2 separate regions of the Bos taurus genome follow, and region 1 is linked to region 2. A link is a contact called in public Hi-C data. All regions are on one chromosome and are shown on one strand. Each heading gives the region's core, a stretch centred on a gene start, on an enhancer-like site or on the middle of the called end of the contact. The rest is flanking DNA. Distances are from core to core; before and after follow the strand shown. Region 1 has its middle 41 kb from the start of ANKRD1. Region 2 holds the start of ANKRD1 (ankyrin repeat domain 1).

What was found. A called contact is a pair of places that touch in the nucleus more often than the background predicts.
Region 1: a contact with region 2 is called in a Hi-C map of blastocyst, with 2.3 times the contacts expected there. The contact joins the enhancer-like site here to the promoter of ANKRD1 in region 2. A contact is called at or near these places in 2 of 11 Hi-C or Micro-C datasets (blastocyst and liver).

The regions. Positions count from the first base shown.
Region 1 is chr26:12,580,839-12,586,504 of ARS-UCD2.0, forward strand. No RefSeq gene overlaps it. Among named protein-coding and RNA genes, the nearest start is that of ANKRD1, 41 kb to the left of the region's middle. Within about 2 kb of position 4,298, at least 6 of the 102 cell types and tissues checked have an H3K27ac peak or open chromatin away from gene starts, as enhancers often do. A contact at or near this core is called in blastocyst, where this site is marked.
Region 2 is chr26:12,538,954-12,544,085 of ARS-UCD2.0, forward strand. ANKRD1 (ankyrin repeat domain 1) reads right to left here and starts at 3,526. Exons shown (of 9, transcript NM_001034378.2): 1 at 3,441-3,526; 2 at 2,591-2,770; 3 at 1,558-1,695; 4 at 1,111-1,218. The coding sequence starts at 3,467.

The DNA of each region.
Region 1 (5,666 bases), core at 3,048-5,547, 43 kb after region 2:
TTTGAAGGGGGATTCTTACTGCCACAGTTCTTCAAAGTATATGCCGTGAATTTTCTGTAACTATTACCAAATAGGAGTTTTGAAAGTAAAATAAATATTTCAAAATTATCCATAATTTAAACAATTTTGATCAACCTAGTAAGAGAAATGATCTGATCTTTCTCACTATAGAAAATAGTATAAAAATGTTGTTACACAAAGAGGCGATTAAAGATCACACAGCCAAAATGTAAGGGAAGAAGTATGATAGAAATGTGTCAGGAAGGTGATGATTAAAATGTTACATGACCTTTCTTGATTTTTGCGATGATTATGGTATTTGTCAGCATTTTTAAATTTGCAATTCATTGTTATTTCTCAGCCTAAATGAATATTTATTGTCACACTCAATTTGTATTTTAATTTTGTATTATTTATGTAAAGAGGGGTCTGCAAATCATTTAAGCTTTAGGCCTAAAAAATCTGCCCCTGGCTAGTGGCATCACTTACAAGATGGGGAAGTCTTGGCAGGGAGCAGAAGATTGTTGTTGTTTTGGGGGCTGTGGTATTGGATGGGTTCTCAGTAGTGGTTTTTGTTTTTTGTTTTTTGGAAGGGATGAGCCTAGGTTAAGTTAGAAATGATCATTAGACATCCAAATGGAGCTAGACAATTGAATCAATAGGTCTAGAGCTCAAGAATTCAGGGTTGGAGACATCAGATTGAGCATAATTAATGCACAGCTGGTGTTTAAAGCCCAAGAGTCTATGAAATTAGCTGGGGAAGGAGTTTATAGAGATGGAAGAGAAGCAGGTTCCTGACAGAACTCTCGGGTCATCAATGTTTAGATATTTAGTTAAAAAAAAAAAAAAAAGACTCAAGAGAAGAGGCTTGGCAGCAATAGCTGAGTGGGGAAGCCAGGAAAGTGGGAGCCCAGAGGCCTGGAGGAAATGACTCCATGGAAATGGGGAGGTCAGTCAGGCCAAACTCTGCTGCAAGGCCAAGAAAGACAAAGATGGAGCTGGCCCAGGGTTTTGGCCACTGGTAACTCTGACAAGAGTCATTTCCCTAAAGTGGTGGATAAAGAACAACTGGGTGTGGAGAGTTTGGAAGAGTGTGGACGATGAGGAAGCTATGGAGATGCCTGGAGACATCCCTATTAAAGAGTGTAGCTGTGATGGGAGCAGAAGAAGGCAACAGTAGCTAGAGGAGTATGGGCCCAAAGGAATGCAGTTGGATTTTCACTTTAAATGTGTGATATTCAGGCATATTTGTGTGTGGATGGGAATGAACCAGTAGAAAAGAAAACTGATGATGCAGGAAAGAATGGGGATAATTGCTGAGGAATCTGGGTCCAGATGGAAACATTTAGCTTAAGTGAGAGCCAGGATGGAGGGATGGTGGAGAGTGTGGTTACCAATGCAGGTTGAGGATGGATCTGGTGCTGGGCACTGAGGTGTCCTCATCAGATCGCATCTATTTTCTCTGTATAGCATGGACATTTGGAGTCAGAGAAGGGCTCTTCTCTTCTGACTACTGGGGATGAGGAACAAGAGAAAAAAGTGTTGCAGATTTGAGGTGAAAAAAGAAACGTAAATAGCTCTTGAGTGGAAAGGCAACACGGCTTTGCTGTTTGTACTGTTTTTGTTGCTTAGTCACTCAGTCGTTTCCGACTCTTTTGTGAACCCATGGACAATAGCCCGCCAGGTTCATCTGTCCAAAGGATTGTCCAGACAAGAATACCAGAATGGGTTGCCATTTCCTTCTCCAGGGAATCTTCCCAACCCAGGGATCGAACCTGTGTCTCCTGCATTGGCAGGCAGGTTCCTTACTACTGAGCCACAGGGGTGGTCTGCTGCTTGTATACTTTTCTACAAAATTGTAAGCTCTTTGAGGGATGAGCCTGTGATACCCATTTCCAGAAACCCTATAGAGCCAATATGGCATCTGGCACAAGTAGGCCCCTGAGGCACTCCTGTTGGATAGGTGGGTGGGTGGACTAATGGGAGCAGTCTTACAGAAATCCAAACGTAGAAATAAACTTCATCAAATGAAGTAAAAGACTTCACCCAATGATGTGGGGCAGGGAGGATGTGAGTGATCAGGAGGATTTTCCATGGGAGTGTGGCATGAATAAAGATGTAAGTGTAGCATCTTCTGGGAAGACTTTTCCCCAACTTGGGCAGAGATATGCATGTTTGAGACTATGGGGAGATACATTCATGTGTGTTGGTGAGAGAGGCCCAAGTGTGCTGTGCCTTGAAGGTTGTGCTAAGGAGTTTGGATTCCAGCTGAAATTAGCAGCATGTATGTGGTGCCCAGGCTGTGACTTTTATTTGAAGTCTTAATGAATACAACCTGGAAAAACTGAAATTTTAAAACCACTACTAGTTTCATGTCACTCAAAAAGTAGAAACTTAAAAAAGTACAGACTTCTGTTTCTTGGGAAGCCATCTGAATGGGTCTTTATACTACAAAAGTGTAAAATGTGTGGCTGTCTAAAATGAAGATGGTATTAACTCCAGAGGCTAAGCTCCTCTGTAAGACAAGGGAACAGGTTACTGCTGAGGGTGCAGAAAGAGTTGCATCTCTGCAGATATTTCCCTCAGAAAAATGGTTTCTTACACCCACTGGCAGATGCTTGTGTTCTATTTGGATGGATGTGTTCTTGTTCAGGCAATGTTCATAGGAGGCCAAAGGCAGAAGGGTGGGAATGGTGAGTGGAAAATGACTTCACCTTACCAAGGGGACTGGTTTGAGTTTGGCAGGATTTAACCTGGTCTGAACTTCTGTCTCCTGCCCATCATATCAATGAAGATCGATTAGCCCAGAAAGTACTATTATAAGAGTACTGTATTATGATGTGGTTGTCCAGAAATCCTCCTGCAGAGGAAAGCTATGTTTCTCTTGAAAGGAATGAATATCATTGCTGTCAATCACCCAGGGAAGAGCTAGATCGTAGAACAGGAAATAAGGATTGGGAAGGTTGATCTTAGACTAGAGAAGAGGAGAAATTCCTTTCATTCACTGGGACTTGGGTGATGGGTCTGCATGCTTTGAGTACTTCCACAGATGGGTGTGATGACTGCTTTGTAGGCAGGTCAAATTTTAAACAACTATAAGTCAGTATATCAGCCTGTATATTCAGAGAAACCATATCTCTTAGTCCCCTCAGGTTGAGGAAAGTCTCAGTCTTCTTCCTGTGCTTCCCCCAGCCTTAAGTCAAGTTCAGGCTAAGCAAGGTAGTGGGGAAAGAAGAATGCGCTGGAACATGTTTGGGTCCTAATGAGGAAGGGCAGAACAGGGCCTTTCTCAGAGGCCAGTGTGATGAAAGCATTATACAAAACTGCCACGTGCCACAGCACAGCGATCCCTGGGGCCATGGGCAGCAGGGTGGGAGCTTGGTGGTTTTCCAAGGATGTTATTAGACACGAGACATCAGATACCCTGTAAGGGATTCTCTGAAATAACTGGGAGAGATTCTACAGAAGCCAGTGGCCAAAAATCGTACTTCAGCAATTTAATAAAAAGTGTTAGGGTTTAAGTAGGTCATATAAAGCAATTCCATATCCCTCTTCCAAATTTGAAATGGATAGAGATTTAGACATAGGGGTCAAAATACGAAAATATCAGCCCATTGTCACCAGCACTGACTTGGATGTTGCATGCAAATGACGGCAAATGACCAGACAGCAGATGCACCAGCCCTGCAGGGGCAGTATTCCTTGGAGGAAAACACAGAGACAGAAGCCGTAGAAGACATGGGTGCCCACTGCCCTCTGCCTTCTAGGCATGATCAGTGGGCCAGATGTCAGATTCCAGGAAAACAGACCCTGACTCTTAGGCTGTGAACTTTTAAAGATATGTTTTTTAAGGAAACAGGCTTCCCTGGTGACTCATATGGTTGAGAATCTGCCTGCAACGCAAGAGACCTGGGTTTGATCCCTGGGTCAGGAAGATCCCCTGGAGAAGAGAATGCACAGAGGAGCCTGGTGGACAGTAGCCCGCCAGGCTCCTCTGTCCATGGGGTCACAAAGAGTTGGACACTACTGAGCGACTAACACTTTCATTTACACTATTAAGAAAACACCAAGCCGTCCTCTGGAGTATTTGGTGGTCAGACTACAACACAAGTTTCTAGTATAGTAGAAGCCTGACTCTGGCCCTTCCCTTTGAATAATTGGCTCTTGGGTGTTGGGGAGGGGTGGGTTCAGGCTTTGCCTCTGCAGCTGTAGCAGCCCAGGATTCAGGACCTTTCTCCTGGCCTGTTCTGGAGGCTGCATCCAAGCCTAGAGATTACCTAGGACTGGCTGCTTTCAGCCCGGGGCTGTAAATTGCTTCCTGAGATCTTTGCAGCCAACTCCTTTTCTAGCAGGCTGATTGGTAAATATCAGTCTCAGACAAATTAAGACATATCTTTCTGAGCCTCACCCAACTGCAGGCCTTCTTGGGGAGGGGCAAGGTCTACCTAAGTGAGTTTACTTGTCAGTGCAGCAGAAAATGTGCATGTCCTGAGGCAGGCTACTGTGAAAGAGAATATCCAGAGAAGGCTGAATTTCAGTCTTCTCCCAAATCATCAATCAGCTTATTCATTCATCTACCCTTGGGGAGGAGGAGTAAAGAGTTGGAAAGTCTTCAGAAAAACCTTCCACTGATGCTTTCTGTTCCTGGGGAAGGAATACAAGTTTCTTGTCCTTTATGGAAATGTACAGAAGCTCTGAATTAAAAGTAAATTGGATCTAAAAGTTCTGGACATGATGGTGATGGTTCCACAACAATATAAATGTATTTAAAACCACTGAACCATTCACTAAAAAATGGTTAAAATGGTAAATTTTAGTTATGTATGTTTTTACTGTTGTAAAGCAAACAAATGGACAAAGTGAATCTAATCCTAGTTTTTGTTTTGCTTTATTTTGAACAGTTAATATATTCACAAGATTTTAAATTTAAAAAACGAAATGGCACCTCTTCTGTCTTTCTGAGCCAATTCATTTTCTTCTCCAGAGGCAAACAATAAATACCAGCATTTTGGTATTCTTTCAGAGATATTTTATGCAGACACAAGCAAATACTTATAAAAAAGTGGGTTTTTTTTGACACAAATGGTATCAAACTTACACTGCTCTACAGTTTGCTTTTTCAGCTTAATGAAATTTATTGAGGAGCATTTCAGATCAGCATATCAGAGTTCCAGCATTCATAGCTACCTATTTTGCCATGCATGGATGGCTCACAGTTGATTTAATTAGTCCTCATTTAGAGTGCAAATCTAGATGTTTCTACCCTTTTACTATCCCAAACACTAAAGAACCTCTAATATGTTTCATTTCTCACCTGTATATCGGAGAAGGCAATGGCACCCTACTCCCGTACTCTTGCCTGGAAAATCCCATGGACGGAGGAGCCTGGTAGGCTGCAGTCCATGGGGTTGCTAAGAGTAAATTCCCAAACATGGAATTATCTAACCATGGTTTTAATCATTTTTAACATAGGCAAACTTAACTCTAATACTCTTTTTAAAATTAATTAATTTTCTTCCGGTTCCACTGGGTCTTCGTTGCTGTACTTGGGCCTTCTCTAGTAGTGGTGAGAGGGGACAGCTCTGCTGCAGTGCACAGGCTTCTCGCTGCGGTGGCTTCTCTTGTTGCAGAGCACATGCTCTGGTGCATGGGCTTCAGTAGCTGCA
Region 2 (5,132 bases), core at 2,276-4,775:
AATATCAAAAAGTATTCATTTTTAAGATAACGGAAGACATTTTTCTTTCAGCTTCAGAAATGATTCCCCATTCCAGTTCATAGGGGAAAGGAGTCAAAAAAGGATTAGTGATGTCTGATAAATTGGCTTCAAATAATGGATTAATGGACTTCCCAGGTGGCTTCCCTGGTGGCTCAGAGGGTAAAGAATCCGCCTGCAATGCAAGAGACCCCAGGCTTGATCTCTGGGCTGAGAAGATCCGCTGGAGAAGGGAATGGAAACCCACTCCAGTATTCTTGTCTGGAGAATGCCATGGACAGAGGAACTGGCGGGCTACAGTCCATGGGGTCACAAAGAGTCAGACACAACTGAGCAACTAACACTTTCACTTCAGGTGGCTCAGTGATAAAGAATCTGCCTGCCAAAGTAGGAAACACATGAGGCAGCAGATACCATCTCTGCGTCAGGAAGGTCCCCTGGAGAAGAAAATGGCAACCCACTCCAGTATTCTTGCCTGAAAAATCCCATGAACAGAGGAGCCTGGCAGACTGCAGTCTGTGCAGTCGCAGAGTCGGAGACTCCTGAGCTCACACGCAAATGGATTAATAGGCTATTTGTGCTGGAACACTATTAGGCATTATTTCACTCCAATGCCCTCTCTTTTTAGATAAGGAAACTGAGGTCCAGAAAATGCAGATTGGCTGCCAAGAATCAAATAAGTGAGTACTGATAGAACTGACACTTGAACTCCGGGCTAGAGATTCCCTGTGTAGAGCTGATATATTTGGGTCCAGTCAAAGCTAATGCTAACAATATATTTCTCCAGTCATGAGTGGTTGGTCCTGCCATACTAAAAGTCTATCCCAAAGATCTCAAAATTAAAGGCAAACTGAAAAAGCAGTGGGAAGAAAATGAGAGTGCAAAAAAATAATGCAATCCATAGCACTGATCCAGCATTTTCTTTTTCTGGCCCACTGCACTCCCCTGTTATGCTACTGGCATATGTGGCAACAGCTGGGGCGACGGTTTCAGGTGGATTGATTTCTGGCACCAAACTAGCAAGGCTGCAGTAAAGCATAAGAAACACAAAATTAACAAGCTGGATTTTGCAGTGCTTTGTATAAACCTTACCTCATCACAGACATCTGGATTGTTCTTGTCTGACAAGAATTTTTCTATTACTGGCAGTTTATTCTCCAGGGCAGCTTTCAGAAACATAGGCACATCCACAGGTTCTGTCTAAAGTTTAAAAGAAAACAATGTGAGAGTTACCATGGGCTTTCCGACATTCAGTCAAACCCTCCACAGATAGTTATTTGCTTGTAGCCTAATGCCGAGGTTTTCCCTGGTGGCTCAAACAATAAAGAATCTGCATGCTATACAAGAGACCCAGGTTCAATATCTGGGTTGGGAAGATTGCCCTGAAGAAGGAAATGGTAACCCACTCCAGTATTCTTGCCCAGAGAATTCCATGGACAAAGGAGCCTGACAGGCTACAGTCCACGGGGTTGCAGAGTCAGACATGACTGAGCAACCAACTCCCACCCCCACAACATAAGGAAACCCAGCAGTGCTTACCACAATTTCAGGTTCAGGTTCCTTCACAACTGGAACTTTTGTTTTCTTGTATTTTTTCCTTTTCTTCAGTTGAATGATTATTTCAAGATCTTCTAAATTTTCCAGTTTTGATCTTTGTTCTAGTTTTTTCTTCTTGAGCTAAAAAAGAAATGCATGTTTCAAAATATGGTGAGTTCTACTGACAAGCATTCTGGTTGTGTCAAAACAAAATCTGCAAGGTCTGAGCTCAGTATGTGAACAGTTTGAGCAAAAAGATAAAAAAAAAATATTTATAATAAATCTTTGACTTGGATTTAGTGATTTCTTATTCAAGTATTTAGGGGTCAAATTTTTCAGCTAATTGCCTTTATCTTCACTTCCCTTGCTTGTAGCACCAGCTTCTTCCTGAAGATAGAATCTAGTTTCTAAGTGATGATTTTGTAATTATTTCCATAAACAGACCCCAGATTTCTGTAGAATTTTTTTATCATGCTCATGAATTTTTTTAATTGAAAAGACTTTACTAATAAGTTTCAAACTCTTAAAATTTCTATGCCAGTGTCTTTTAGGTAGCTCACTGAGCAGCGCTCATGAAACAGACTGTCTGGGGACTACATCTGTGGTTAGTAAGTAATGAAAATTCACCCAGCAACACATTTTCTCAACACGAAAAGTTGCCACAGTCAAACAATGATCCATGAACCACAAACCACATTACTGAGGGAAAAAAAGGCTCCCTTCCTTGGGATTAATTAGACTATATAAGACATCAGAAATTCACTGGACACTTTTCTCTTTCCAAGTCTTTCAGTCAAAACAGTCAAAAACCATTCGGTGATTGATTTGGAATCCAGAGGTCATAGTCTTGCCAAAGAATTATTTTCTACAACCTGTTCCATAGAAGTTGCTTCTTTGTAAGTTAGAAATTGATAAAGAAATACCTTTGGGATGGTTGCATTTATTTGGTTTCTCTCTTTTCTCCTTGCTATCTGGCACCTGTGTCCTCTACGCCCTCCCCAACCTCCCACTAGTGAACCTCCCAGAAGGCCCTTACCTCTGCCTCTCGCTGTTTCTCAGTTTTCCACTGTTGCTCCCCCAGGCTGACAAAGTGGACCGGAAGTGTTTTCAGGTCTTCTTGCTTCTCTAAAGTGACAGCAGCTTCATATTCTCCATCTCTGAAGTCCTCAGGAAGGAACTCCCCAGCATCCCCATTGCCTTTCTTCTTCCCTGTAACCTACAAGGGAAGAAGGTGGCCGGGTCAGAATAACAGAGTCCGTCCTGGGGTCCTTCTCCATAAAGGATGCTGCAGGAGGTCCCTGGGCCCTTCCTCCCTGCTGACAGTGGCTTCAGAGCAATGCACTCTCAGAGCTCAGGCTGTGATGCGCTGCCCCAGTGTTCCAGGAATACCTTTAGATACTTGTTCTCTTCTATTGGTTAAATCAAGGTTTAGGTTAGGTTGATGTGTTTAAATCTGCTTTTAATCCACTTAATCACATTTCTCCTAAGAAAATCCCAACCTCTTCCCCCCATCCCCACTGATGATTTTAAAATTCTTTCATTTTTCAGTACTTTTGATGATCCCTTGCCTTCCTGTGGTTTCCAGATATATATTGTTGCAATAGAACTTCTCCCCTAAGGCATTTTGATTACTGTACATGATTCCACACTTTAGTGATAAAACCAAAGGAGAAGATAATAAATAGGGAATATGTAGAGAATTTATTACTGCCAGCTCCTTTTTTTCTAATTTTACTTATTCCATCACATAAATCAACCATTTTCCACATATGACATTTTTCAGAATACCTGTGCATTATGCCTGAAAGAAAAGAGCATTTCAATTTTCAAATAAAAGTCAAGGCTGCACCATTTTTCACTGCATAAAAATAATGTGCTTTACATACCAGCTCTTCTACCTTCAGAACCATCATGTTGACCCGAAGTTCGTCAGTCTGTTTTCCTCCTGAGGAATGAACCCTTGAGTTGCCCTGGGGAGCCCATCTGCTCCAGTGAGCTTATATAGCTAGAGCTGGGTGAGATAATCTTCCAACCTGGGAACCCAAGTAACACCCCTGCCCCCCCTCCCTCTTGGGGCCAACTCAGAGGCAGGTGAATTTTTCATTTCAGACTCAGTGTCTGGGAAGCAGGGGAGGGAGGGGATGATAAGTAACCCCACTGAATATGTGAATCAGGAAGAAATGTGAGAGGGCCATTCCTTTGGCAGTGACCACACCGCTCAGCAATGCAAGTCATCCTATTTATCGGGGAGCCAGAGGACAGCTGTCTGTTGACATTGCGCCACACCGCTGCTCCTTTTCCTTCTTTGTCAGCTTTCATATGACTAACCCTATCAAGAAAATGTAAATGCCCTGCGTATCACACCGCCAGTAATATCTTTCTGATAACCAGACTTATCAACACGTCACTTGGGGGAAGTGTTGCTTTAGGACATCCTATTCCCGTGGGTAAACAGCCCGAGAGGAAAGGACTCAGGTCCTAATGGCCCTTGTCTATATCTGTTTGGAATCCTCTGGAGTGATGTCGAGGGCTAAAAAGGCCCCATGACAGGCCACCTTACCATCATTATAAGAAATTGAAAGCATTCAGTAATACAGTTTTATTTCACGGTGTCACAGGCCATAATTAGCACATGACATGCTTACTGTCTTCTAAAACAGCATACTTACTGGAACACTTTTTATTCAAAAAAGTTTCAAAATGTCCTGAGATAGATTATATGAGGCCGATTGTTAGTTAACAGTATGACCTTGATCAGGTCATTGAGCCACAGTTCTCAGTTGCTGTGGAGAAAAGACACCTGCCGGAGCTGGTGAAAACTGCAGGTCCCTGGGCCCCACTCTGGGGCGTTCTGTGTCAATTTATGGCTGAGTCCTAGGAGTCTGTGTTTTTCAAAGCACTCGAGTAATTCTGATGAAGGTTTGAGACAGGTTGCCAGAGGAACAAAGAGCTTTGTTTGGGTTGGAGTGAAAAAAGACCTCTGATCCTGGTTTCTCATCTCTGAAGTGTTAAATTATGTAAAAATGTTTACTGTCTCTTTACAGTCCAAGGAGAAACTAGAATTACTATCTCCAAAGCCATTTAAAAAAAATTTTTTTTTTTTTCAGTAAAAGAAAGGAGGGGAGAGTGAGAGAAAGAGAGTGTGAATGGAGAAGTGTGTTCATTAGATGTTCTGTTGACCTTCTGTGTCCATCACTCCCTCAAATGCACCCCACTCAGCACACATGGCTGCCAATCTCTTCTTTCCCCTGATCAGCCTGGGGGTGGTTTTGCTGAAATTTTCAGAATGACACACTGACACCCCCCACCTGCCCCCCGACCAAAGTGCTGACAAAGAGGGATCCTCCCAATTACCCGGGTATCTGTTCTAGTCTCCTAATGTTCTATCCTAAAAGGGGTTTTACGAAAATGAAATTTCCTGGTGTTTTCTTTGAGGTGGAGACAGCGATGACCATTTTCACTGGTTTCTTTAAATAAGAAGTAGCCATTAAACTTTTCCTACCGTTTCTTATCTTAGTCTCTTTGTTCCAGGCCTGACCCAAACTGCGGGGAGCCTTAGCAGATCTCCTTGAGGGAAG